Linked DNA regions of Mus musculus: all the other regions are linked to region 1. A link is a contact called in public Hi-C, HiCAR-type and HiChIP or PLAC-seq data. All regions are on one chromosome and are shown on one strand. Each heading gives the region's core, a stretch centred on a gene start, on an enhancer-like site or on the middle of the called end of the contact. The rest is flanking DNA. Distances are from core to core; before and after follow the strand shown. Region 1 overlaps Gm39767 (a long non-coding RNA gene). Region 2 holds the start of Pdss1 (prenyl (solanesyl) diphosphate synthase, subunit 1). Region 3 holds the start of Apbb1ip (amyloid beta (A4) precursor protein-binding, family B, member 1 interacting protein). Region 4 has its middle 30 kb from the start of Apbb1ip. Region 5 has its middle 51 kb from the start of Mir3967. Region 6 overlaps Gad2 (glutamic acid decarboxylase 2).

Region 1 (4,578 bases), core at 911-3,410:
TAATGATCAGAGTTTGTAGGTTCAAATCTTTTAGGGATCTATTGTTTTTCAGCCACACTCCCATCAATAATCTTACCTGGGAGTTCTGCTATTAAGTTCACAAAGGTGCCTGGAAGGGAGAAGGTGTTACAGAATTCTAATTACAAGGTGATCACAGTTGTTTGCCTCCTTTCTTTTGTGTCTTTTTAATTTAGCAAGCTAATTTTATATTTTTGTGGTTTTCTCTCTACTCTAAACAATGTGAAATGCTGCCTTTCACTTAGCCTAAATACTGGCCAATAATTAATTAATTAATTAATTTTTTAAACTGAATCCACAAGAGACACCTTGTGTTTCTCTTCATATCACCACAGGAAGGTGTGCCTGTCAGGGCGAATAGTGCAGGTCATTGCTGAGTCTCCTTCTTCACCCGGGCAGCAGTCTGCAGAAGCTGCCCTGGAGTGACCATTGTGAAGCTGTTCTCTGCTGCATGTTTTCCCCACAGCTCCCCACTGAAACATGGGCAGCCTGAGAGCGCCCATGGTGAAAGTGTTTATAGCCTGGAAATTGACAAGTGCTGCTGTTAAACCTGTCCAGCATGAGGTATCAGCTTTCCCACTGACTTTTGAGAAATGCTGTTAAATGTAGATAGGGAAATGATGTTGGTTGGGCATAGTAAGGAAGCAAAATTACATAGGGTTGAATTCTCATACGCTAGTGCAAATGTTTACTAATCTGTCCAAAACCAAGTTCCAGCACCAAAGCTTAGGAAACTGGGTGCCAATGAAAAGTCAGGGCCCTCTGTGGCCCACTAAGAATCTCAGAGACTAAGCAGTACAGAACGTAGTGGTGAGACATGTCCAGACAAAGGAAGCCAGGAGAAATCTTAAAATAAGGTCAATAAACACCTATCTACTAAAGGTTTCCACTGAGCACTTAGAGTTTCCAGGGAAATGCAGGCTGCAGTGTATCTCTGCAACAGTCCTCCATTCTGGAATGATATTCTTGTCAGTGGAAATGATCCAACTCCTTTTGTGGATTTTACACCAACTATGTGACCACAACCCTTATACCCTGGAATGCACCTTTCTCATCCAGAAAATTAGACCTCTGTTCTCTGAGATTACCCTCTGAAGCATAATTTAGTTATTATTACACAATAATAATCTGTAGAAGGATAATGGTGTCAGAGCCTGAATGAAATCAGCACGTTTATAGTTATTTTCAGGTGTATGTTTTGTTTTCCCTATACTGTGGAACTCTTTAGTACACAGCCTCAATCTCTCTTTCATCTTTGTCTCCTCTGTGCTGGATACATGCTAGATATTCAGAGGATGTCTACTGGATTAGCAAATGAGTCGTAAACACTCTTATAATAAACCAGAGACTAGGTAAACAGAATTTAGAATTATAGAGAAACTCCCATCCCTCATTACACATTTCCATTGGAGTTTCAGGAGACACCAACTATTAAAACATACTCTATTTTTCAGATCCTGGAGAAAAGTAGAGACAAGGCTAAGGTTCTGAAGAACAATGTCCTTCCCAGGGCTGGTTCTGGTTCTTTCCCAGCTTTTGGAACATCAGGCTCCATTTTGTTTTACAGAGCAGTAGGACTCTGGTTTTGACTGTCAGATTCCTGCAGAGGCATGGCTTTGAGCTCAGTAGACCATCTTAGCCTCTATTTGCAGCCATCGCTGGAATCTTGGGAGACTGCAGCATCTGTACAGTGCACTGGGCATTTCAGGAAACTGCTTGACTAAGTAAAACACAGCTATCAACCTGTTGTTGAGAAAATCTGACTTACGGAACGTTTTCCTTCAGGTATGTTGAACCCTAAGGACTGAGGGAATGTTTGGTCACCAGAACAGATGTGCCCTTTCATATCATGAACAAATGCAGAGCTAATCTTGCTTTCCATTGTGGCTTGTGCATTGACTCCGATTTGCTATGTGAGTTTTCTTCTTAAAACTATCAAAAAACAAGTCATTTATTGTCAAAAGCTCCCACAAGGGGCACACAAGGGTGTTCTGCTTTTAAATAAATTTCTGTAGCAAAGCCCACTGTCATTTTTGAGACAGTGACGTACGTGGAGAATTATTCATTTCCTGTCTGTCAGCTCCTTCAGAGTTCAGATCGCTTGCTTGGTGACAGTAGTTTAGTTCAAGCCAACTCAATGCTGCACTCAAGTGGTCAATTCTATGTAGCACAGAAAGAAAACAAGACAAAGAGCCACTGCTGATCAGAAACAAGGGAGTTACCAAAATCCACTGCTCACCTTGAACCTTACATAGAACAGACTGTGAGATAAAATGAGCCCAATAGATGCCCTTGCAGAATCTGTATGATGTGTAAAGAATTCAGAGTAGGAGGCAATTAAAGTGCCAGGCTTTTGCTGTCAAGTCAGAAAAACAAACAAACAAACAAACAAACAAACAAAATAGCTTTCTTTTGCTAGGTATAGTAGCTTGGGCTGCCATCTGTGGTATCTTAGAATTTGTAGAACATCTACCCAGTCCCTCTGGCTTACAGAGTCTCCAGTGAGATGTCAAGTGTAACTCTTGGGCCATGGTCATTTTTCCCCTGGAGCTTTAATATTCTCTCTTTGTTCTATACAGTTAGTGCTTTGATTATTATGTGCTAACGTGGGTTTATTTTCTAGTCTGAGCTATTTGGTGTTCTGTATGTTTCTTGTACCTTGATAGGCATCTCCTTCTTTAGATCATGAGAATTTTATTCTATGATTTTTGTTAAAAAAATGTTTTCTGAGCCTTAGACTTGTGTTTCTTTTCCTTCCTATATGCCTATTATTCTTAGATTTGGCCTTTGCACAGTGTCCAATATTTCATGGATATTTTGTGCCAGGAGTTTTAGAGTTTAAACATTTTCTTTTACCAATATATTCTATTCTCCTGCTGTGTCTTGAATGCCTGAGACTCTCTCTTCCATCTTTTATATTCTTCTAGTGAGGTTTGCCTCTGAGCTTCCTGCTCAAATTCCTAAATTTATTCATTTCCAGATTTTCCTCAGTTGGGTTTCTTAATTGATTCTATTTCTGCTTTCAGGTCTTGAACTGTTCTTTTCATTTCCTTCCACTGCTGTGTTGCAGATGATTTTTTAAAGGGGTTTATTTGTTCCCTCTTTAAGTACCTCATTATATTCATAAAGGCTGTTTCAAGGTCTTTTTCTTGTTTTTAAGCTATGTTGGAATACTGAGGGTCTGCTGTGTTGGGGTTGCTGGGCTTCAAAGGAGACTTATCATCCTAGATGCTAATGAATGTGTTTTCATTCTGGATTGTAAGTATCTAGGATTTGGAAGATTGTAGTTCAAGGTGCTGATATTTGGTCTTCTCTTTGTTAGGTGGATTTTTTTCCTTTTGTTTTCTGTTGCCCTCTTATTCTTAGGAGAGTGTGGTGGCTGTGTGTTGCCTGATAGGAAATTCTTCTGTGGATACTGTGCTTCCCTGGTGAAATGTGTTTCTGGTATTGGGAGCTGACACTTAAATGGGGATGGTTTGGGGTGGGGGACTGAGCAGCTCCACAGGAGAGAGTAAAGGAGAACATTCCACCAGGATGTAGTTAGTGCCATAGAATAGGGACAGAGAGTCAGAACAAACACAGGTGAAGGTCTGCTACCTAAGAAGGAGGAGTATGGGAAATTGGACTTAGTGGGCCAGAGGGAAAGGTGAAGATCTGCTTCCCTGGTGCATGCGCTAATGTGCTATAGTTAATTTGTTAAAATCTCAGCATATAACTACTCATATAGGTTTATGAGATACAGTGCTCTGTCTCTGACTCTCTGTCTCTGTCTTTATCTCTCTCTCTATCTCTCTCTCTCTCTCTCTCACACACACACACACACACACACACACACACACACACACACACACACAAATCCAAGCAGAGTAAATGGAGCATCCATTTTCCCAGAGGAATAGTATGTTTATGACACATACACAGGCTACTGGGGAACATCACAGCATGACAGATCATTCTGTACATACTTCTAAACACCAGTATACAGTATATTATTTCCCTTCCATAAGTGTCTCTTCTGTGCTTGCTTCACTCAAGGACAAGTAGCTGAATTAAGCACACAGGATGAGTACAAAGGTTGAAAAGAGTGATTCCTAAGGCCAACCCTGACCAGATGTGTAGCTAGATGTGTGAGCCTCTCCAAGCTGTCCCTTACCATGTGTAATTGCATGCCATAGCTGGGAAAAGCCAGATGAACAGCATGCACTGCTTTGCCCTCGTGTTTCCTGCAATGCTGCAGATTTAATAGGGTTCTCCTGGGCCCTATTTATATCATGGCAAATTCTTTCTGGCTTAGGACACATACTGAAATGCTGTAGAATTTTAGCACTTTTAAAATTGCGGTGGCTCTATGTGCAATGGAACCCTGCTGACCCAAGACAGATAATTTGCCTTCATAAGCACCCAGCTTTGGACTGAGCTGTGACTCAGGCTGTGCCTGCATGTGGAGATGGAAATGAATTTAAGCAATTTAGTAATCTGCTCTTGACTTCACGAGGTGCATTTTGTTTGATTGAATCTCTCCTTTTGCTGAAAACTGTATGGTAGTTTGCCTGAATTTTT
Region 2 (4,578 bases), core at 667-3,166, 940 kb before region 1:
TCTCATACAGCCCAGTTTGGCATTCAACTCACTCTGTAGCCAAAGATTACCTTGAACTCCTGATTTCTAACAAATGCTAGTATTACAGACCTAGTTGAGAATTGACTTTTTAAAATAAGAGAAAGTGCTCAATATGAATTAATGACAAAATCGGGTGTGGTTGCTTAGGTCTAATGCACTGCTATAGGGATAGGGATGGGGGTGGAAACTGAGGCAGGACTACTATAATGTATCTGGGGCCATGCTTAGCTTGACAGTAAGTTCTAGGCTACTCTGGGCTACAGTACGATACTATGTTGGAGAAACAAATTTGTTTTAATAATTGTCCTTAAGTCTTGTAGTCCTTGAGAGACCTGAAGTAATGAAAGCACTCATGTCTGAAGTAGACACCTGAATTCTAAATATGTTTATAGTAGAAAGTTAACACATGAATGAGAAAAACATGATGTTGGACGGTCAAGTAGTCTCCCTTTTTGCTCAAGGAAACGGATATGGATGCCAATGACAAAGATTCTTTCCAGAAAAACTCTTTTCACAGGTGAGGTTTCTTTTCTTTTTCCTTTCCTTTTTCTCCTTCCTTCCTTCCTTCCTTCCTTCCTTCCTTCCTTCCTTCCTTCCTTTCTATAGAGATAAAACCCCAAACCCTCTAAAGTCTAGCTTGCAGTATCAAAATGGATCCCTACAAAGCCTATCTTCCTCTAAGATTCTTCCTACATGCTCTCTTTCTCTTATTTGTTATTCTTTCTATTTAGAGCAGCTTGCATTTTCTCTCCAAATTCTTTTTTGGATAATCCGTTTTATGCATCTTGTTTAGTACAAGCCACATATTTATAAATGTTACACATCTCCTCCTAGTATAGAGTTTGATAAGTACACTGACATATGAAATGTACCAAATAGTACTAAAATTTAAGAGGTGGGTGATTATTTTTAAAATGAAAGATGAATTACTTATACAATTACTCGGTGGCCGGAAAGGTCTCCAAAACCCAAAGTGAAAAAAACACTAACTTCAAAAGTCAGTCTGCAGATACTGCCAGGTAAAGCACGGCACGGACTGACCCAACTCACACAGAAGCGAGAGTCATTTACAGGGCTAAAAACCAAAAGAAAATGAATTTGTAATCAAACGCAGTAGGAGACAGTTTTAAGAATCCGCAATTACTAATTAGATAATGATTTTACTTCAAAGAAGTCATAGGTCTCTCATGACACCCTTCGGCTCTTCTCCTTCTAGTGTCCTTCCAGCGCCTTTCAGGCGTGCGTTCTCTTGTAAGCACCTGCAGCACTGAAGTCCACCCTGGCTAGCATCACTTTGCGTCGCTACAACACCCTTTCCGAATTTTGAGGCTAACTGGATCCGAAACCCGAAATTGCTAGGAAAGTGAAAGCAGAGGTCCCTTTGGCTCTGGTTGTCCTCTCGACACACCCGGGTAGCCCCGGCTTAACAGGGCTGCGCTCCGCCGCTCCCTCTACCTCAACCCCAATGTCTTCTGGATGCCCGATCAGCAGCTCCGCACTTCTGGCCCCGCGACTAGTCCCACTTCCCGGGTGTCCCACCCAGTGGGGACTGCAGGCCCCGGCGCACGTGCGCATCCTCCCATTCATTGGATCGCCGGCTGTCATTGGCATGGTGACCTCTACGCCGCGGACAGCGCGCGCGTCCCGGCCTCACCTGCGCGCGGGTGTCCGAGGCGGCACGTGTTCCGAGAGGCTCCACACAGCCAGGTCGTTCCCGCCGCGGGCTCCCGACCGCGGTCGGCCTCCAGGAGCAGCCACGCCGCCAGCACGACCAGCGCATAGCCATGGTTCAAGTCTGAAAGTCGCGGCGGGCCGTAGCTCCGCCTCTGCCCCAAGCCCAAACCCGGAGCCGGAAGCTGGGCACCGGAAGCGCGAAGCCGCACCCTGTTCCCCACCCGGTCGCCTGTCCTCTTCAACCCTCCTCGGAGCCACTGGCTCTAGTCGGGAGCCGCGTCCGCTTTTATCCAGAAATGTGCGTCCGAACTGTTGTCCTACGCGGGACAAAGCGTGCAGAAATCTGGTTCCGGTACCTGCTAACCCTGAGGCCATTGTTTTCGCAATGCCAAGCTCCGAGTGGACGTGCCAACTTCCTCTAATTAGTCTACGCTGTGGGTTATTGTGTAACAGAAGCTAAGTTGACCTTATCTCTTAGCTTTTGGACTCTATCCTGAAAGCCTTAGAGATGTATACATGCATAGTTTAGCGGTTTTGTTCATGTCTGGATATGGGAGACCAACCCTTGGATGTAATGAACTACGCAAAATTAATTTTTTTTCGTTATCTTATCTCGCCGTGTAGACCAGATTGGCTTTGTATAGACCAGATTGGGTTCAAATTGACCATCCTGCCTCAGCCTATTGCTGCTGAGATTACCGACCTGCGTCCCCATTTCCAACTCTATTTGCTAATGCATACAGTGCAGCTCAGGATGCTCAAGAAAATGTTTTTATTGTCGTTGTTTCATTTGTTCATTTTGCCTGTCGCATGTCGGATTTATTCCGAAGTTGAAACAGCATTTTTATAACACTTTCATCAAATGATTATACATGCTCGTAATAATCTTACGCCATAATCTTAGGTGGAGGCAATGAGAGGCAAGCGCTGGGGAGACTGAAGAAGTTTACTGCCTTCCCATGTTGATGTTTTTTTTCCCATTCATTCATTAATTCATTTTACATCTCGACCCCCCTCTCCTCCCAGTCTCCCTCCTAGGAAGAAATAAACCAGCTGTAATTTTCTGAATCATAATTTTTTTTCTTGTTTGCAACACACTTAAAGAGGGTTAACCCTAAAGTTGAGCTCATTATTTTCTTATTAGGTTTCTATGTTAAAAATGGAGGTTATACATGTATGAAACTTGTCAAAATAAAACGTTTGCTGTTTAGGGTTTTGACTGAGTGGTTGGGTGTTTTCCTAGCATGCACAACATCCTGGGTTCCATCCCAACACCACAAATTACTTAATGAATGAGTGAATGAAATAATCAAATAGGTAGGCTTTGCCTAGATAAGTGTAGCAATAAATACTTTCATGTTCTTTTGACAATGTTATGACCTGTGGTATATTGTTATTGGTAATCTTCCTTTGCAGGTAGGGCAACAGGAATAACCCACAGGGAGAAGGATAGCAATCCACAATTCTGCTGGGCATTTTTTAATGTAAAAATTATCCAGATTAAAACAAAAGCCCTGGCTCTTAAAAAGAAGTTGTAGTGGGTTGTGGTATAAGCAAAAGAGCACGTTCCTAGTATAGTCAAGTCCCAGGTTAGACCCTCATTACCAACACAGACACAAAATCATTGAGCTGTAGTATCCAAGATGCAAGATAACTAGGAAATATATGTGAAGTCATTTAAGGCTTCTAACACTGTTGTGTAGCTAAACTCTGACTCCTAATAATCTATCAAGAAGACACACATAATTCATAGATGTTTCTTTTGACCCAACTAGGCTAGCCAGGAGAGGGAGTCTGATCCTGGAGCAGGTGTTTGGGAGCAGCTGAATATGGGTGCTGTGAACTGAATTGGGGTCTACGACATATGAACCTAATATAAAATATGAAAATAATGTGTTCAGCTTTAGGCCCAACATTTTTAAATGTAAGTATGGTGCAGAACAAGAAGAAACATAATTCACAAATTTGCAGTTGGTACCTTCCTAAGAGTCAATATTTGAAGGACATGGTTAGTTTCTTCAGTCTCCTTTGCATTGTCTCTAATCCACTCCTTATATTTAGGGTGTTGCACACGATCTAGATAATATGTTTTGTAAGCAGGTGATGAGGCACTCTGTCCCCCCCCCACCCCCCACCCAGGTACCAGCCATAAAGTGGATCTAGTATAAAATGAAATGAAGTTTGTTTTAGGGCATGGGAAGGGGGGTTGAGAAGGGAGTAGAGGCAGAGAAAGAGAGGGGACATTGGGGGGGGTGGGGAGGGAGAGAGAGAGAGAGAAGGGAAGAGGCCTACAGAGATCACTAGAGAGGGGGAGAGAGGACAGGGAAAGAGAAAGAGGCCAGAGATAATAAAAAGGGAGGGAGGGAGGGAGGGAGGGGGAGAGAGCCAGACAGAGAGACTGACTAAACAGTTCTTTCATAGCAAGCCTGGCTTGGACCTGAATGTTGCTTGGTGACTGTTGGGCAGAGCCTAGAAGAAATGCTAAAACTAGAAACAACTTTGATCTCTGTCACTGCACTTATGTAAACGAAACAACCAGTCTTGACAGGTAAGAACAGGTATAGTTTGTAATTAAACCATTTTTAAAACTGTCATCTTAGTTTTGGAGGGTTGGCTAGGCTTTTAGACATTTGTCATATTGATGATTTCATTGAAATATCTTTGGTAGGTCCAATAGTCAAGGAAAAATTATAAACATACTACCACATACCATTGCATATATGTCTTGGTTCAGGTACTACATGAAACATTCAAATGTTATTAGATAAAAGATCAGTGAATTATCAACACAACCCTACCTTAAAAATGCTAATGCTTGGCTATTGATGTCATTCTGATGTGCTTACATGTACACCTAGATATAATGGAGTGACTTGAAATATG
Region 3 (4,578 bases), core at 1,214-3,713, 820 kb before region 1:
AATTCATATAATATTTGAACTTTTAAGATACTTATCATTTGGGACCAGATAATTGATATAAAACACAAATTTCATATTGAAAGGATCAATCATGTTAATTAAAAAATATTCAGTCTTGAGGCTTAATCTAACCTCATGCCACATGTCAGAGTTCAGACACAGACCTACAACATAGAATTTATTTAGCATCTCCAAGGGGCAGAAAAGGCATCCAGATACTTAGCTGCAATATACAATTTTTCTCACATACATAATTATCCAAAACATTGCATAACATTCCAATTATGTGCATAATGTCCATGCTTGTCTTATTTATTTTAGATTATTCCATTTTGAAAGTACCTAAGATCACTTATGATGTTCAATAATGTTGTAAAGGTTATAGTTTCATAGACTACAAAGCACGAATTGAATTTATTCTAAAGAATTGTAGATTTGTTAAAAGGCTTACTTATCAAAATAGGTAAAATGAAATAGAAAATGACTAGAAATAAATAGAAATAAAAAGCAACAATGCCATTTGAGAATTCAAAGTAGCACAACTCACACATTCATGGCAATGAAGTCCATAAATTGCTTACTATATAATATGAAAATATCTAGAGCTTTTTAAAAATCTGTGACATACAATGAAACTATAGTGGAGAACTATACACTCTCAGAATATAAAATTTCCAAGAAAATGTAGTGGATGCTGCAGAGCCCAGTGAGTATGTATAATTAATTACACATTTCAAAGTTGCATTTCTCAAAAACTAGTAACTCAGGATTGTTGAAATGCAATACAATGGAATGTTGGCAACTTACATAAGGACCAGAAATTACGTTGCTTTTTAAGAGGAATGTCTCAGAAACAAAACTCATCAAAAGTGTTTATATTTCAGCTTATAACAAAGTCTGTTGGCACATTCTCCTTTTCCCTCTGGAATTGAATACAAGATTGAAGCAGCATGTGATTCACCGGATTCCTTCTGAGCACTGTTAGTGTCTCCATTCTTATGTGGTATAATCTCATTTATCCCCGAGTTCCAGTGTGGTTAAAATAATGTAATTAAGTTCATCTCTGTGTGCTAGTATCCTAAAGATGTAGAGCAACAACTGGAATCTCTACCAAGTACCAGAAAGGTCACAAATATTTATAAGAATTTACAAGTTAAGTGCTAATAGTTTGAAGATGACATTACATTTGCTAGACTCTGAGTTCACTGATCAGACAGGAGACACCACCTGGAAGGACATTGGGTACAAGCGACTCTTTTTCTTATCTTCTGCTATCTTGCTAGCCAGCATTCCTCTTCAGGCCCACGTGCTCCCATTTTAGGGAGGCCCAGAAGGCAAAACCCTCGGTTTAGTATGAAAGCCAAAGTTTCTTTTCTGAAGTTTCAGTTTGGAGTCCCAGATTGGCGCACTTGCTTTTGTTCACACCATATCACTGCCGGTATGGAGGATAAACCCACAGCCTCTTGTCTGCTCAGTTTTCCCCTTTACTCGGCGTTCCCATCACAAAACTACTCTTTGAACAGAGATGCTGAGACGCTCTAGGAGAGCACATGTCACTCTGCACCTTGGTATGAAAGCTGAGAAATACATCGCCAAGGGGAATGAAGAGGTACACGTGATAAAGTCCGAGCGAGGGGCCTGTACTGGGGGTTCTAGCGGTGGTGGTGGCAGTGGTGGTGGTGGTGGTGGTGGTATACAAGAGCATTCTTGTCTTTCAATATATAAAGCATTTTCTGAATCTTCACTCCAAACTAAATTAGGAAACCCTTGTCTGGTATTCAAACTTATCCTTACCACATTTTTTACAAAGAAAAGGAGACTGAGAGGGAAAGACAGGCTTCAAAAAGCAGAACTGCAGTTAAAGTTTTAAATGAAGGGAAACACTTTGAGCTATGTGTCCTCTGACTCTCAAATGAGTCTCCTCAGACTACCACTTAATGTGAGGTGCCCTAAAATGCCTCAGGGGATGTTTTGTTTCAAGATTAGCTCAATTTAATGTGGGGTCCCTGAGACCTGGTAACATTTCTTAAGCAGAAAATCTGTTAAAACAAAACGCAGTGGGGAGAAGAGGGAGCCACAGGTCAAGAGCACAAGAGGTGCCCAGGGGACCTGAAGCTTCCTGGCTGCCAGGGGAAGGGGGGGGGGGCGTGTTCACGTGGCCGGTGCGTGGACCTGTGCCACAACTGTTGTCTCCCCCACCCCCATAGGACACGCAGTGTGGCAGCCTGAGTACCCCAAACCCGTGCGCAGGACTAGGGTGCCGCTTACCTTGACTGCTGGGAGGAGGGTGCGAGGGGGGCTTGCAGAGATGCGAGGAGGCTGTGCAGAGATGCGCGGGGCTGAGCCAGAGATGGGCCGGGTTGAGCCTAAGTGCACCGGAATGAGCAGAGATGAGTGGTTGGCGCCTCTGGGCTGGACCGGCCTCGAGGCGAGGACGTGGGCTCAGGGAGGAGGAAGTGCTTTGAGCCCTGCCCACCCGGCGGCGCAGACTCTCGGCTTTGCACGGAGGTGCTAGCTAGCAAAGCCCTGGAGGAGAATAGACAGACACCAAGCCCCGCCTAAAGGGCTCCGCAAGTTTAGCAAGTTCGGGTTGTTTTTTCCAAACCCTGTCCACCCCTGGAAGAAAACACTTCCTGCCCTAAGGTCAGAGAAAGCCTTCTCTCATCTGTGTGGGTCTTGTGTTCTTTGTAAGAGTCTGAGACTAACGCCCAGATGCTAGTCTGAAGGGTTAGTGCTCAAGGGGTGCTCAGGACTAAAAGTCTCAGATTAGCTGAGAAACTCCCTACAAGAGAGTTCACCAGTCAGTAACACCTGCAGGCAGTTAGTTCCCAAGGAGATCTAAATATCAACCTACGTTGGTTACAATTTTGAGACTTGAGCGGAACAGATGTAAGTTCCCTTTTCTGCCCCACAAAACCGTCAAGCTCCCTGAGCATCTGCGCAGCCTCCACTTCCCCCAAGACTGCCTCCTTTCACTGTTTTAATAAAAGGACCCTCTGCTTCTGTTGAGGCCTGTCTTCCGTTTATTTTCACATCGTGTGGATCAATCCCAATCTATTAAGTTCCACAAAGGGTAAAGGGGCCAGCTTATTTTGCAACAGCCTTCTATGTCTTTACCTCAACCCTCGCTGCACTTCCTCAATCTGCCATTGTCTAAGACTTCCTGGACCAGCCCAGAAGGGGACGTTCCAGTTAGGGTGGACAGAGAAGTGGTGCAGTGTGATGGCCTTTGTGCCAGAGTAGATCTTTCCCTGGGTGGAGGTAAAGGAAGGGCTCAGCAGGTGTCTGTTCTCAGTGGAGACTACTCTGATGATGGGCTGTGGTCCCTCCAACATCTTTATTTTTTAAAGTCAGAGTGTAATTGTCACACTGGCTGTCCTCGAACTTACAATGTATATCAGGCTGGCTTCGAACATATAGAGATCCTCCTGCCTCTCATGTGCCACCAAGATCACTTTCTGGTTTTGTTCTTATGATTTTGTTTGTTCATAGCTTGTATATCACAAGATTGACTGGGACTCACTCTGAGAGAAAGTGTTTAGGGAGATCTGAAAATACAGCCACTAAAATCAATTATGATTTTAAATGATGATTGAGTTAATTTCTCTTCCTCTACACAGCTGTGTCTTTAAGGGTTCACTGTAAGGCAAAATGGTGGAGACATGAAGATATAAATTAGACATATAATTAATTTCAGATAGTTCCAGTACTCAATGGGAGACTATATATAGTTTGTCTAAGAAGAACATAAACAGCAGTAACAGAAAGGATTGCTGCTTTGCTGGATGGCACACCCTACTCCACAGAAAACAGCTAATACACTGCATAGTCAACATGCTGAGAAAGAATAAAAGGTGACGGTATAAAGTAATGGTTATGCTGATAGGGCTTCTATGTCAATTGGAGTTGTGGAAAAAGATCAACCTTATGACCAGCATTTGAGTCGGACCTAAATGAAAGGAGCCATCCAATGATGTTAGGAGTTTTACACAAGAATATCCTAGAAAGAAAGGTTGATACCTCTAAAGTCTTCATTTAGGACAGCCCTTGAAGAGCCTGGAAAAACATCAAGGAAACTAGTAACAGTATGGCCTTGGGTGGCGAGAAGAGAATGGAAAAGAGACGAGGTTATGAAGGACACGATGACAAGATGGTTGTAGAGGCTGATGTAGTGAGGTGGGATGCCATTGAGAGCAACAGAAAGCAAAAACAAGCAACAGGATGGAGAGCGATTCTCCCGAAGAGAAAAGATGGTCAGAGAGTTCTGATGATAAGGACCAGTCATTCAGAAGCTCGAAAAGCATCCCAAGAGATGATCAATGGGGTGTGTTGAGCCAAGAGCAGAAAGATAAGATGTCAGGGTTGCAGTAGGGTGAAAGAGGCAGGCAGAGGTAGAGGATGAGGGGAGAATGTGAGCAAGAGCCGGATTAAGTAGGACCTGTGGTCAGTCAGAGGACTTCGGGTTGTACTGTAATAATAATGGACAGATAGTAGTAGGAATATAACAACTGGGTACGTTCTTTGATTTATTCTAGAAGTCATCATACGGTTTAAGGAACACTTAGAAAAGCAGTTGAG
Region 4 (4,578 bases), core at 906-3,405, 790 kb before region 1:
TCCTCTTATGTGTCTTCTCTTTACTGGTAACTTAGACTTCACATAGTCATCACTTTCTCCTTCCTCATTACTATTTGCTGGGAGGGTTCAATTGGTTTTTTTTTTTTTATAGCATCAGATGTTAGGGGGAAGCTTCTTGTTAGTCAGCTTTCTGATGCTGTAAAAAAAATACTGGAGGTAAGAAACTTATAATGAGAGAAGTGCATTCTGATCTTGGGGGCCCCACTGTTTCACCCCACTTTTTCTAACCTATGCTGAAGCAGTAAGACATATTAGAAAAAACCAACAACAACCAAAGAACAAAAAGATGTAACTCATGACTGGAGGAAAAAAAAAGGCTTAGACCACAATTCTATATCACTTGAAGGACACTCCACCATCCAAACTATTGCAGCCTTTAAATTACCCTAGGTCTTTGCTCAGGAGAATCAGGGATTTATTTTTTTCAACAAATCCTGACAAATATTTTTTGGGAGAAAATACTATTCATTGGGAAAAGACCCCACTGACATGCTGTTGGCTTCCAAGTAGATATATGCTGAGTCAGAATTGATGCTAGTAATATTCGCCTGCTCAAGCCTTATCAACAATTTTTCTTTTACATATTTACTATTGGTGACTGGGCCTCCAATAGTACATTAGCCAAAGCTTCATTTACTTCTTCAAAACTAGTGCATTACTGACCTTAGTAATGGAAATCCCATGCTAGTCATGAAGAGAAGAGATAGCATTCTACTGATTGATATGTATCAAGCATTCATGATATGTTTTCTAAGTGTGACAGAGTTGCCCTATAGCGGGGCCACTGTAAGTCACTTAGAGTATACATGATCATGTTCAGATATGTAGAGAAATGATTAAGTAGTTTTTATATCAAGGTTAACCTGACATAGGAGGTGGCCTGATAAATTTAGGAAGCAATGAGTGAATATGACCTTCACTTTCACTGAAGTGACACCAGATGTTTAAAAGGAGCGGGGTTTCAACTTCACAACCATCTGTCCCTCAATATGTTTAAACTGTACCGCATTGTTTTATTTTTTTGGGAGGGTTTAAATGCAGTTTAGAAAGAATTTAAGCCATCGTAGACAAATGTGATAAAATATTAGGACTGATGAGGTGGCCCAGTGGGTAAGGATGCTTCACCAAGCCTGATGACCTGAGTTAACTTTCTGGAACCCACACAGTAGAAGGAGAGAACTGACTCCTGCACGTTGTTCTCTGACCTGCATACAGGTCCCTCCATCCCCGCAAAAGCCCATAGAAATACAAGGATATTCAGTGCCATTAGTGTATAGGTACTGATTGGTCAGAATGGAAGTCAGCTATTCAGAGCAGGTACTGTCTTGCTTCACATCTGCAAATATCAGCTCTGGCTTTGGAAATTATGAAACAGTGAATCCAAGAAATTAAGACTATTAACATTGTAGGTCTGGATAGAGCTATAACTTAATGGTAGAGTATGTGGCTGGGGTTAGAAAAAGAAAGAAAGAAAGAAAGAAAGAAAGAAAGAAAGAAAGAAAGGAAGGAAGAAAGGAAGAAAGAAAGAGAAAGAAGAAAGAAAAGAGAAGAAGAGAATTTCCCTATTTTGATTTGTTGCATATAATTTGAGTGTCTTTTGCATACATGAAAGAAGAAAAGTGATTGAGTAAGCAAAAGTGAGTTGTACTTGAGTTATAAATGAAATTGAGTTGTAAATGAAATTATCAAGGGTTTCCTACTAAGTAGAAGGTGCCTGGGGCAATGCCAAACACGGACCTGTTTTGGTGGGTCTTGTGTGTGTGTGTGTGTGTGGGGGGGGGGGGCGCTCCCAGCTCAGCTCTCCACTCTTCTTCCCGAGGCCTCACGCCCTCTTGTCCTTTCTGACCTCGACCTCGACCTCTGATCAGATATGGCTGAATTTAAGCATATTAGCCAGGGGAGGAAAAGAAATTAACCAGGAATCCACCGCACAGCGCACAGCGCTGTGAGGCAAATGTAGCATACGCTGCTCCAGGCCGGGCCTTTTTTTGGCCCGGGTCTTTCTTGAATCGGGTTGCTTGGCGATGCAGCCCAAAGCGGGTGGTAAACTCCATCTAAGGCTAAATACGGGCCGGAGACCGATATTCAACAAGTACCGTAAGGGAAAGTTGAAAAGAACTTTGAAGAGAGAGTTCAAGAGGGCGTGAAACCTTTAAGAGGTAAACCGGTGGGGTCTGCGCAGTCCTTCCGGAGGATTCAACCTGGTGGCACGCCCGGCGAGCCGGTGGTCCCAGCGGATCTTTCCCACTCCCCGTTCCTCCCGGTCCCTCAACCCTCCCGCCGATCCCCCCACCCCGCATCCCGCAGCCGCTGTCCCCGCTTCCCCGCCTCACTCTCCCCACCCCCAGAGGGGGGAGGGTCTTGGGCGGGGCAGGGGATGGGGCCAGCAAGAAACCTGCGGTTGCCAGGCGCACTTCCCCGAGACCAGCTCTGGCTTTGGACACCTGGGGAAGGCCCGGGTGGAAGGTGGCTGGCGGGGCGCGGGTGGGGTGGGGTGGGGCCGCTTCAGCTGTGGCGCGGAACCACCCCGCCCCTCTCCGCCGCAGCAGCGTTCGCCTAATCCGGGGGCAGAGGAAGCCAGATACCCTAGAAACCCGTCGCCCCGCTTCGCCCCCCCCCCCCCACACTTCAACGGGGTGGGGGGCTGGGCCGCCCCTCCCACGGCAAGACCCCTCTCCCACACACCCCCCCGCCCCCATCGCCTCTCTCCCTCTCACGGGGAGGGGACCTGGTGGCGGGACGGACTGTCCCCAGTGCATACTTGACTGGACCTGACATGTTTTCCTTTTGTATCTGTGCAGGGTTCCCAGACTGCCCTTTGAGAATAAAATGGGAGGCCAGACCAAAGTCTTTTGGATAAAGCACTGGGAGTGACTACACACTAATCCATTTGTTTGGAACGACTGGCAGCCTTCCTTCCCAAGGCATGGGTCATCCCAGCTTGGGAAGACCTCCCTCCCTCCCTCCCTCCCTCCCTCCCTCCCTCCCTCCCGACCCATTTTCACTCTTCCACCATACACTCAATTAAATAAATAAATAAATAAATAAATAAATAAATAAATAAATAAATAAATGAAGTTTCCAGTTATTTATTTGTCTAAGCTACCTAAATTCTCCCTCAACACCTCCCCCTACTCCCCACCCCCACGCAGCCATCTCCTTGTGGGGGTAGGGACCAGCACATCTGTGTCTTTCTCTCTATGAACTACTTGTTTTCCTGTCCACATTGCTCCAGCACTATGTAGCCCTTTGGAAATGGTAATGGAGTTGATAACACACCCTATCAGAAAGGGAAGGCTCCACTCACTCACTCACTCACTCACTCACTCTCACCCAACCCCGCTCTGCTACCTCAAGGATTTCTAAGGCAGAATCTGGCTTTGTATTTCTAATTTTTTGTTTGTTATTGTTTTTGTTTTTGTTTTTTCGAGACAGGGGTTTTTGGGTTTTTTTGAGACAGGGTTTCTCTGTGTAGCTCTGGTTGTCCTGGAACTCACTCTGTAGACCAGTCTGGCCTCAAACTTAAACTCAGAAATCTGCCTGCCCCTGCCTCCCAAGTGCTGAGATTGAAGGTGTGTGACACCACTGCCCGGCTCTAATTTTTTAAAAAACATTATGTATGTATGTATGTATGTATGTATGTATGTATGTATGTATGTATGTATATGTCTTGCCTTGCCTTGCCTTGTGTAGCTCTGGTTGTCCTGGAACTCACTCTGTAGACCATAAAGAAGAAGGAGGAAGAGGAGGAGGAGGAGAAGAGAAAGAAGAAGAAGAAGAAGAAGAAGAAGAAGAAGAAGAAGAAGAAGAAGAAGAAGAAGAAGAAGAAGAAGAAGACCCTCTAACTCATGCAAGGGGAGTGTAGGAAGGACACTACCACCACCCCAACCAAATAGAACCATAAATACTAAAAACAGGAATCAGTTACAACTCGGCCTTAGGATCTCTATGTGGTCACATGGGTTTTGTTTTGTTTGTTTCTGCTTTTCTTTTTTCTGTTTGTTTGTTTTGTTTTGTTTTGTTTTCTTGTCTGTAAATCCACATACATAGTTCCCCACATATTTCCAAACAAATACTTGTTGTGATTCTCATTTCATTTCAAGGATACTCTCTCGATCAGAAGAGCTTTCTTACAATTCTCCGCATGGAAATTGGAGTTACATCCCTGTCATCTGGAGGATAACAAGTGTGTGTGTTAGGAGGCGGGCAAGGAAATGAATTCAGAGGGTGGGTGTTTCTTTCCTGTGTGACCTTGATTCAAAATTGAATCCAAACAAAAGAACACATTAAGAAGAAAATAAAGCAAATGCACAGGTTACCTTGGAGGCCTGCTTAGTGTTGCTCCCTAGTCTAGTTTTTAAAGATATATTTATTTATTTTATGTATATGAGTACTTTGTCACTCTCTTGGACATGTGTGATGGTTTGTATATTCTTGGGCCAGGGAGTGGCACCATTTGGAGGTGTGGCCTTGTTGGAATAGGTGTGTCACTGTGAGTGTGGGCTTAAGATCCTCACCCTAGTTGTCTGGAAGTCAGTCTTCCACTAGCAGCCTTTG
Region 5 (4,578 bases), core at 678-3,177, 750 kb before region 1:
TTAAACCCCTACAGGAATAATGACTAACACATTTTCCATTTCCTTCCTTTCTTTTCTCCACTTTTCCTTTGATTGAGCATAGGGAGGTAAGATCATCATGATTCCTATTTCTTTTTTTTTTAATTTTTTTTATTAGATATTTTCTTTATTTACATTTCAAATGCTATCCTGAAAGTTCCCTATAACCTCCCCCTGCCCTGCTCCCCTACCTACCCACTCCCACTTCTTGGCCCTGGCATTCCCCTGTACTGGGGCATATAAAGTTTGCAAGACCAAGGGGCCTCTCTTCCCAATTATGGACGATTAGGCCATCTTCTGCTACATATGCAGCTAGAGACATGAGCTCTGGGGGTACTGGTTAGTTCATATTGTTGTTCCTCCTATAGGGTTGCAGACCCCTTCAGCTCCTTGGGTACTTTCTCTAGCTCCTCCATTGGGGGCCCTGTGTTCCATCCTATAGATGACTGTGAGCATCCACTTCTGTATTTGCCAGGCACTGGCAAAACCTCACAAGAGACAGCTATATCAGGGCCCTTTCAGCAAAATCTTGCTGGCATATGCAATAGTGTCTGGGTTTGGTGGCTGATTATGGGATGGACCCCCGGGTGGGGCAGTCTCTGGATGGTCCACCCTTTTGTCTTAGCTCCAAACTTTGTCTCTGCAACTCCTTCCATGGATATTTTATTCCCTATTCTAGGGAGGAATGAATTATCCACACGTTGGTCTTCCTTCTTCTTGATTTTCTTGTGTTTTGCAAATTGTATCTTGGGTATTCTAGCTTGCTCTTGTCTGACAGAGTCCTTGTGTGGTGCAGCTGTGAGGGAGGGACTCGGAGAGTAGATTCTTATGCTTGTTTGTGAGGTAAATGGGGCCAGAATGTGATTCCTGCCCAGCAGCTGCCTCCCTTCACTGGCTCTAGACATGCAGCCTTGCTGATTCCATTCTTGAGTGCTGAGACTTCTGTCGATCATGTGAGTCAACTCTGCAGCAAAGGCAGCTGCAGTGCTCTGTCAACCTGGGGTCCTCTGTCTCAGGTGGCCTCAGCTAATAGGTGATTATCTAGCCCATCCCCTATGGGACCCTGTCTTAATAGACTCCAATAAAGTCCCTATAAATGAGCCCACCAAAATAAAATCTGCTCCCAATGTGCAAAATCCCACGGCATTTTTTCCTGTTTTTGCTGGAAGCACATCAACCTAGATAATAATTTATATAAGTAAAAACAAGACAAAACAACACAACAACAACAACAACACCCCTTAGTTTATATGAGGAGCTACTCAGGGTAGTAAACAGTCACATTCAGTGAATTTCTGACCTGGTTAACTGGTTCACTAGGAGACAGTTTTAATACTGTAGGAAGGAAAGGCAAGGGGTGTGTGCAGAGGTCAGTCACTAGCATAACTGTGATAGGTACTACAAACCATTCATTGTACAGGTGAGGAAAAGAGAGTGATAACCAATAAAAACAAAAAAGAAAGAAGTAGAAAGTTCTTACATTAATCTAGGAACGATTGAAAGGGGTTTCAATATTTTTGTTGTAGCTGCTTTGGATTCAGAATGAGACTAAAACAAAGAGAAGAAAGAAACATGGACGGTGGCTTTGCAATTTCTTTGGTCCCTCACTGCAGTTATCACACACCTGCAACAATCATTTATCAGTGAGTTGATGTGCTTTGAGCATTGGATTTACTCATAGGCAAGGCAGGCAGACAGAAGCAGAAACAGTCATTCAGTGGCCTCACTCACATCAAGGTATAGATAGTGCATTCTTAATAGACACTTTTCCTGAAGTTTCATCCATGTTTCAAAACAGTGAGCATTGCAACTTTAAGAGGCTTTCATTCAGAAGAAACTCTTTCTTTATACCATGGCTGCTAAGTAATAATTGGAGCCATCTGTTCTTTCCTGAACATAAGTCATGCAGCCAGCCAGTTGTGGAGAGGCACAATGAGGAATGACTCCTCCCACAAGAATACATCTAGGTCAGAATTGCCTCAAGATTTATTAACCTCTTGTCTCAGCCGCTAAAGTACCACCATATCTGTTTAACTTATGATTGTTCCTTGCTTTTCCTTAGCTCCCTGTAACCCCACTCACCATTACAACCCTGACTTCTGTCTTCATGAATGACCTATGGCAGCTCCTTCTTAGAACTATTGGCTGACAGAACACAGTCCTCTAAGGATTCCTGTAAGAGGGAGACCTTGTGTTTATGTCTGGTCCTTCTATGCAGTGGTACAAAATAAAATGAGCTCCATGTAAGACAAAATGCATTGCGTTCCAGGCATTGGACAATTTTCTCATTTGAATATTCATTATCACCCTGAGTGTCAAATGCTATTTTTGTCCTTGTCTGAGAGATGAGAGAACTGAATTTGGAAAGCATAAGAGATCTAGTCAGCTAATAAATGGCAGAGCAAGCTTTCAAGCAAACCAGGCCTACTCCAGCTGTAGAGCTGTCAGCCAGCTCCTGAGAGGGATGAAAACATGGGCCCGCAGTTCTGACTTCTCTTGGCAGGAGCTTATTTTCCAAGCCTGGGAAAACTCAGCTCCTCCTATAACATGCACCATAGCTGTGTGTGTACTTGGCTGTGGAAGTTCCTGGGAAGGAAGTTAATAAGACTTGGTTCCTCAGCAGGCATTAAGGACAGGAGAATCCTTTGGCGATCAGAATTAACACCTGCAATTTCTTGTTTCATCATTAAATCCAAGCAGGTTATTCAAATGTTGATTGGGTTAACGTGGTTGTTAAAATCCTTTTACTGCTAGACATGAAAGCAGGTAGGTATCTGTAATTCTATCTCTCTGGGGATGAGATGGGAGGGTCACAAGTTCAAAGCCAGCTCTGGATGCATACTGGAGGTCCTGTCTCAAACAATGCAAAGCAAAGCAAAACAAAACAAAATCCCTTCATTGTTATACATAGAAAAAAAAAAAAACCTAAGGCAGGAGGCATCTTTAAAAACCACACACACACACACACACACACACACACACACACACACACACGGATAATATCGCTTTTATCATGAAAGTAAATCCCCTTAAATTTTTTTTTGAGTTTTTTTTTTTTTTTTTTGAGGTTTTTTTTTTTTTTTTTTTTTTTTTTTTTTTGAGACAGGGTTTCTCTGTGTAGCTCTGGCTGTCCTGGAACTCACTCTGTAGACCAGGCTGGCCTCAAACTCAGAAATCCGCCTGCCTCTGCCTCCCAAAAGCTGGGATTAAAGGCGTGCGCCAACAATACTCACCACCCCCACCCCCACCCCCACCCTGGATGTGTGAGTTTGGTAAGAGTGCTCATGCACCAGAGAAAAAAATGTTTCCCACAATCCAGGGTGAAGAGGTCAATTCAGCAGCAACCATGACGCTCAGCTCCATTCTTGCCACTGCTGCAGCTTCCACAAGGAATCTGGACAGCAAAAATCGGACAAACAGTTTCAAAAGCCATTTCAAGGCACTGCTTTCTATGCATCATCAAAGGCAGAAGCTAAAGTAGGTGTGTTTACTAAATTAATGGTTTGGATCTTCTTCCACATAGCAGCAAATGTTGTTCAATGTGTGGTCTGTTTGAATTAAGGACAAAGGTTCTGCAACAGGAAGTAGAGGAATTGCTGCTGTCTTCACCGGAGCCTACGAAGCACCTGCAGCCCTGTAATTTCCCCTCTTCCACAATACACAAAAGATCAAGGAAACTGCTTACATCTGTTTCAAGATGCCAGGGTCTCATGTCTATCAGGAACTAATTTTGAAGGTATTTGTTTCTTTAAAACATCACTAGAGATGTTAGGTCCTGGTATCTTTAAATGACTCCCTGGGAGGAGGGGATAAAAATATCATTTTCCATTTCTAGACTGAAGATAGCTGCTGGATAATTTGCAATAAAATGCATGTATTCAGGTATGAGAAGTTCAGTGCCAAGAGGTGTGTGGGATATGTATATATTTGAGAAGGAAATCTTTTCATTATTATTGAAAACTATTTCAGCTTTTACAAAAGGTCTTTGCATTTCTTTCCACATCTTCCAAAGTGCTACGGTAGGAGCCATGGATTTCATTCCTGGCCTGAAAACCTGATTGACAGATCATTAGCTTCTAGTGACATACAGATCTTACCACAGCCCACAGTCTTCCAAAGCTATCAATTATACTTGTAACCTCTGAGACCAGTTTAAATAACTTTTATTAAAGGCTAGCCTGGACTTCATTAAATAGCCTAGACTTGTTTTCAAAGTTGTAACCCTATTGTGTAGCTTCCTGGCAGTGAGATTATAGGTATTTGACCCTGTGTCCAGCTAAATTTGTAATTTTAAAAAACATTTTAATTATGATTTTTATTTTCTTTTGAAGTATACTTGATTTTTCCTGTGATTACATTTTTCTATTACTTAAAAAATGTCTTTTAACAGTTTCACATATGAATAAGGTACATTTAATTCCCATAAGCCCCATTCTCTCCAATCTCCTTCTCATTCTTATTACTCCCTTGGCAGCAGGTCTCTAGTTGTGGTTTTTGGTTTTGTGTTTGTTTAAGGTTTTGTTTGTTTTTGAAGTACACTGGGCTTAACCAGGAGGACTC
Region 6 (4,578 bases), core at 1,327-3,826, 720 kb before region 1:
CACTACAATATATGACCTTGATGTTTCCTCCTCCATATTAAAGTGTTGTGACCAAATCTTATGGTGAGGAGTGAGAGCTGCTTATGTCTTCAGCAGACTCTTAACTTTTGCTTTGTTTTGTTTTGGGCTTTTTGAGATAGGGTCTTCTTCCACATACCTTTGTCTAACTTCTGACTTTCTCTACAGACCAGGCTGGTCATAAAATTACAATGACCCTTCTGCTCCCAAGGGTTAGAATTACAAGCATATGGCTTCAAGGGTGATGGGGGGGGGTGCTGTCAAGGTCAAAAGAATTGGGGCCCAGTGTACACTACCCTTACAAGGCTTCCCAAAAGCAGTGGTGACACTTCCAAACAGTTTGAGAAAACTCAGTGGGGTAATATAAAGGGGAATTCCTGAGGACATGCTATTCCTGGGAACCATCTCAGAGGTTTTTTTTTTTTTTTTTTTTTTTTTCGTTTTTTGCTTTTTGTTTCTTTTTTCCTTTCACTAAGCTTGTATTTCTGTCTAGAATAGGCTTAAAGAAGATCCTACAAAACACTTGTGGATTACACTTTCTCTATCAGTAAAAATTTTCTCTTTCCTTCTTGACCATCTCACATGCCTCTACTTGGAAGAATTTTCTAGAACAGTTTGTGGAGTTTGTTACTGAGGACACAGTTTGTACCTCTTTACAAAGGCCCTTGCCTGCCTTCTTCCTGGAATGGGAACATGTCTGCTGATAAGTTGCTTACATCAACCTGTGGGACTGAGCCTATTGCCTACTATGTAGACAGTGAAAACACAGAGTCAGATGTGTAGTGGCCTCTTGATCAATCACACAGGAAGGGCATTCCTGATTTCTCTTCAGTTACCCCTTGCTCGTTTTCCTTTGTTTTCCATGATATTATATTTTTCAGTTAGGTTCTGTAGTGTCTACAGGTAGCTCTGGCCATTGTTTGATTTTGTGACTTGTAAACTGAGAGTCTAGTCAAAATTAAACCATGTACCTCATAAAGCAAAGCCACTCCCCCGACAAAAGATATGAAAGTGGAATTTGCACTTGAGATTTGAGGGCAGGAGGAATAGAAAAGGATGGAGGGACAAGTGTGACTAGATTTGATTATATACACACATAAAACAGCCAGAGAATAAACTAATAAAATATAGGCTCTGACCTACAGAAATGACCTTGTTGGTAGAGGAAGGATCATAATCCAGGTAAATTTTGAACTACACAGGACCCCATACAAAGGACTGGGAACTTCTGGAGTTTCGAAAATTACTTTCTCATTAGAAATCATCCACTGGAGTGGTCATGGAATTAAGTGTTCATGGTAGGCATTTCCATTCTGGTTTCCTTCTAAAACATACTAATCTACTCAGGCAATCAGTCATCAAGACAGATCATCAAACAAGATGGAGAAGGGGGTGAATAAAATAAGCCAAATAACAATGAGGATGACAACAGTAAGAAGTGATTCTTATAGATGCATCAAAATGGGTCTTTGAGTTGAGGAAGCTTTAGAAACCCTAGGATGTGAGAGGAGACAAACAGTGGGTTAATTATGCTCTTGCCCATGGAGAATGCAGCCATGCAGACACAGGGTTAAAAAGAATTCCCTGAGTAACTCTTCATTTAGCAATCATGTTTTAAAAAGTTTGTCAGACAGGTTTTCTTTTCTTTAGTTGCCTTATAATTGGCCTGGGCTTACCTTTGCTCTCCACATGAGCCATAATTTAAAGACATCCACATGGCGTCCACACTGCAAGGCCTTGTCTCCTGTGTCATAGGACAGGTCATAGTGCTTATCTTGCTGAAAGAGGTAGGAAGCATGCATCTGGTTGCAGCTCTGCATCAGTCCCTACAGGAGCAAAGAGAAAATTCAGGGCACTCTCTTTAGCATGGCTCTGTGGGTAATTGTTAAGAAAGAAAAATCATAAAGCTAAATTCTCTTGTATCTTTTTGAAGAAGAACACAGAAAGAATTAAACAGAAAAACTACTGGATAAGACTGTCCAGGCAAGCATCATGGGTTGATTTTGTGGGATGAAGGCTCAGGTAGAGTGCTACCAGAGGGACACACTTATACTTTTGTTTTCTTAATTTTAAGAAATACATTTATAATAATATGTAGATAAATAAAAGTCACAGAGTGATGCTCATTTTCTGGGGGATTATCTTGATCTAGTTTTATTGTAGTTAAAATATTTCAGAAACCCAATACTTGGGAGGTAGAGGTAGGGTTGCTGCAAGTTTGAGGTCACCTTGGTCTACACAGTGAATTCTAGGCCAGTCAAGGTTACGTAGCAAGATCACCCTTTTAAAGAGGAAGGCAAAGGAGAGAGTAGAGAAGAAGGGGAGGAAGAGACTTCAGAAACTTGTAGGTTCTTTAGTTTTTAAGATTTATTTTATGTGTGTGGGCAGGTTGCCTGCATGTATGTCTGTCCATCATGTGGATTAGTGCCCAAAGAGTCCAAAAAGGGATATTAGATTCCTGGAACTGGAGATACAAATAGTCGACTATCATGTGGGTGCTGGTAGTCAAACCTGGCTCCTCTGAATGATTAGTCAGTATGCCTAACCTTTGTCTCGTCTCTCCAGGCCCAACTAGTTCTTCCAATGCAATTACTAAGGTTCTTCTAGCACTTTCATCCCCCTGTAATGCTCAGACTTTGAGCTATTCAATAGCTCATTGCTCTTATTCTTATATATTAGAATGCAAAGATTATCCAAAGCTGCTGCAATCCTGGATTGAACCTAAATGAGCAACTTTTCCCATCTTCTGTTCCTCTCCCAAGGGTCAGGCTTAGAGATTACATTTTCACATTTAGTTGCTTGTGGTAGTTGCAAAGGAGAGTTTCCTGTCAGTGACCATGAATTCACCCAAGTACGATAACCCTATTCTAGAAATAAGCAGCAAAGTGATTGTTCCAAAGAACAGCAAGTGACTCATGCTTCTGACTACAATGGCACCGCCAATCTCTTCCTGGAAACCCCACCACGATTCAATTTATCACATCTGCTGGAAGCTTCTGATTCTTCTGTCAGCTACTGTGTAATTGTGATTTCATAAAAGCTTTGACATTTGGTTTTCTTTCTCTTGTGACTCATGACAAGAGAAGAAAAGACCAAAATGTGATCACTGCGCTGGAGAAGAAGAGAGAACCTTTTTAAAAAGGTTATCCAAACTAAAATTCAGAACAATATAGACAGAACACTTGGTAGACAATAGAATTGACTCTACTTTCAGCTTGGGCTTCACATTACATGAACTCTATAGTTATCTTTGAAGTAAGACAAAAATATAATGTGTTTGTATTAGAGCAAGAGGAAGGCATTGAATTTGAAAAAGAAAATTCCCCTTACAGTCTAGTAAGATGTAGCATTATAGCAAGCACTTCTTTTTTTTTTTTTCCATTTTTTATTAGGTATTTAACTCATTTACATTTCCAATGCTATACCAAAAGTCCCCCATATCCACCCACCCCCACTCCCCTGCCCACCCACTCCCCCTTTTTGGCCCTGGTGTTCCCCTGTACTGGGGCATATAAAGTTTGCAAGTCCAATGGGCCTCTCTTTCCAGTGATGGCCGACTACGCCATCTTTTGATATATATGCAGCTAGAGTCAAGAGCTCCGGGGTACTGGTTAGTTCATAATGTTGTTCCACCTATAGGGTTGCAGATCCCTTTAGCTCCTTGGCTACTTTCTCTAGCTCCTCCATTGGGAGCCCTATGATCCATCCATTAGCTGACTGTGAGCATCCACTTCTGTGTTTGCTAGGCCCCGGCATAGTCTCACAAGAGACAGCTACATCTGGGTCCTTTCAATAAAATCTTGCTAGTGTATGCAATGGTGTCAGCGTTTGGATGCTGATTATGGGGTGGATCCCTGGATATGGCAGTCTCTACATGGTCCATCCTTTCATCTCAGCTCCAAACTTTGTCTCTGTAACTCCTTCCATGGGTGTTTTGTTCCCAAATCTAAGGAGGGGCATAGTGTCCACACTTCAGTCTTCATTCTTCTTGAGTTTCATGTGTTTAGCAAATTATATCTTATATCTTGGGTATCCTAGGTTTGGGGCTAATATCCACTTATCAGTGAGTACATATTGTGTGAGTTTCTTTGTGAATGTGTTACCTCACTCAGGATGATGCCCTCCAGGTCCATCCATCTGGCTAGGAATTTCATAAATTCATTCTTTTTAATAGCTGAGTAGTACTCCATTGTGTAGATGTACCACATTTTCTGTATCCATTCCTCTGTTGAGGGGCATCTAGGTTCTTTCCAGCTTCTGGCTATTATAAATAAGGCTGCTATGAACATAGTGGAGCATGTGTCCTTCTTACCAGTTGGGGCATCTTCTGGATATATGCCCAGGAGAGGTATTGCTGGATCCTCCGGTAGTACTATGTCCAGTTTTCTGAGGAACCGCCAGACTGATTTCCAGAGTGGTTGTACAAGCCTGCACTCCCACCAACAATGGAGGAGTGTTCCTCTTTCTCCACATCCACGCCAGCATCTGCTGTCACCTGAATTTTTGATCTTAGCCATTCTGACTGGTGTGAGGAATCTCAGGGTTGTTTTGATTTGCATT

What was found. Hi-C and Micro-C count contacts between places; a contact is called where the count stands out from the background. HiCAR-type assays count read pairs that join an accessible place to other places. HiChIP or PLAC-seq counts read pairs in DNA pulled down with a chosen protein or histone mark.
Region 2: a contact with region 1 is called in an H3K4me3 HiChIP or PLAC-seq map of embryonic forebrain, with 7 times the contacts expected there. The contact joins the promoter of Pdss1 here to the enhancer-like site in region 1. A contact is called at or near these places in 10 of 39 promoter capture datasets (the 3T3-L1 cell line, the HPC-7 cell line, the SN4741 cell line and 6 more) and 15 of 115 datasets of contacts at active chromatin or transcription factors (bone marrow-derived macrophages, cardiomyocytes, embryonic basal ganglia and 7 more).
Region 3: a Hi-C map of cortical neurons shows a contact between it and region 1, with 2.7 times the contacts expected there. The contact joins the promoter of Apbb1ip here to the enhancer-like site in region 1. A contact is called at or near these places in 9 of 39 promoter capture datasets (the HPC-7 cell line, cranial neural crest, embryonic stem cells and 4 more), 16 of 484 Hi-C or Micro-C datasets (the G1E-ER4 cell line, Th1 cells, adipose-derived mesenchymal stem cells and 8 more), 9 of 115 datasets of contacts at active chromatin or transcription factors (Th17 cells, VIP interneurons, bone marrow-derived macrophages and 6 more) and 1 of 9 other capture datasets (macrophages).
Region 4: an H3K4me3 HiChIP or PLAC-seq map of forebrain shows a contact between it and region 1, with 5 times the contacts expected there. The contact joins two enhancer-like sites. A contact is called at or near these places in 6 of 484 Hi-C or Micro-C datasets (the G1E-ER4 cell line, the HPC-7 cell line, Sertoli cells and 2 more), 15 of 115 datasets of contacts at active chromatin or transcription factors (Th17 cells, embryonic basal ganglia, embryonic forebrain and 9 more) and 1 of 9 other capture datasets (embryonic tail).
Region 5: a contact with region 1 is called in an H3K27ac HiChIP or PLAC-seq map of SST interneurons, with 10 times the contacts expected there. The contact joins two enhancer-like sites. A contact is called at or near these places in 1 of 39 promoter capture datasets (hippocampal neurons), 45 of 484 Hi-C or Micro-C datasets (the 63-12 cell line, the BV-2 cell line, the C3H10T1/2 cell line and 28 more) and 6 of 115 datasets of contacts at active chromatin or transcription factors (SST interneurons, embryonic basal ganglia, embryonic forebrain and 3 more).
Region 6: a HiCAR-type map of Th17 cells shows a contact between it and region 1, with 15 times the contacts expected there. The contact joins two enhancer-like sites. A contact is called at or near these places in 3 of 484 Hi-C or Micro-C datasets (the N1E-115 cell line, cortical neurons and thymic regulatory T cells) and 7 of 115 datasets of contacts at active chromatin or transcription factors (SST interneurons, Th17 cells, differentiating embryonic stem cells and 4 more).

The regions. Positions count from the first base shown.
Region 1 is chr2:21,956,128-21,960,705 of GRCm38.p6, reverse strand. It overlaps Gm39767 (a long non-coding RNA gene), which reads left to right. Exons shown (of 6, transcript XR_866004.1): 2 at 1,586-1,803. Among named protein-coding and RNA genes, the nearest start is that of Gm39767, 5.8 kb to the left of the region's middle. Within about 2 kb of position 2,160, at least 68 of the 459 cell types and tissues checked have an H3K27ac peak or open chromatin away from gene starts, as enhancers often do. A contact at or near this core is called in the G1E-ER4 cell line, the N1E-115 cell line, the P5424 cell line and 10 more, where this site is marked.
Region 2 is chr2:22,892,860-22,897,437 of GRCm38.p6, reverse strand. It overlaps Pdss1 (prenyl (solanesyl) diphosphate synthase, subunit 1), which reads right to left and starts at 1,916. Exons shown (of 11, transcript NM_019501.3): 1 at 1,676-1,916. The coding sequence starts at 1,807. Gm52503 (a long non-coding RNA gene) reads left to right here and starts at 4,068. Exons shown (of 2, transcript XR_003953772.1): 1 at 4,068-4,243.
Region 3 is chr2:22,772,212-22,776,789 of GRCm38.p6, reverse strand. Apbb1ip (amyloid beta (A4) precursor protein-binding, family B, member 1 interacting protein) reads right to left here and starts at 2,463. Exons shown (of 14, transcript NM_019456.2): 1 at 2,269-2,463.
Region 4 is chr2:22,742,443-22,747,020 of GRCm38.p6, reverse strand. No RefSeq gene overlaps it. Among named protein-coding and RNA genes, the nearest start is that of Apbb1ip, 30 kb to the left of the region's middle. Within about 2 kb of position 2,155, at least 243 of the 459 cell types and tissues checked have an H3K27ac peak or open chromatin away from gene starts, as enhancers often do. A contact at or near this core is called in Th17 cells and forebrain, where this site is marked.
Region 5 is chr2:22,702,885-22,707,462 of GRCm38.p6, reverse strand. No RefSeq gene overlaps it. Among named protein-coding and RNA genes, the nearest start is that of Mir3967, 51 kb to the right of the region's middle. Within about 2 kb of position 1,927, at least 24 of the 459 cell types and tissues checked have an H3K27ac peak or open chromatin away from gene starts, as enhancers often do. A contact at or near this core is called in the P5424 cell line, SST interneurons and cortical neurons, where this site is marked.
Region 6 is chr2:22,678,554-22,683,131 of GRCm38.p6, reverse strand. It overlaps Gad2 (glutamic acid decarboxylase 2), which reads right to left. Exons shown (of 16, transcript NM_008078.2): 13 at 1,695-1,844. Among named protein-coding and RNA genes, the nearest start is that of Mir3967, 27 kb to the right of the region's middle. Within about 2 kb of position 2,576, at least 21 of the 459 cell types and tissues checked have an H3K27ac peak or open chromatin away from gene starts, as enhancers often do. A contact at or near this core is called in the N1E-115 cell line, Th17 cells and thymic regulatory T cells, where this site is marked.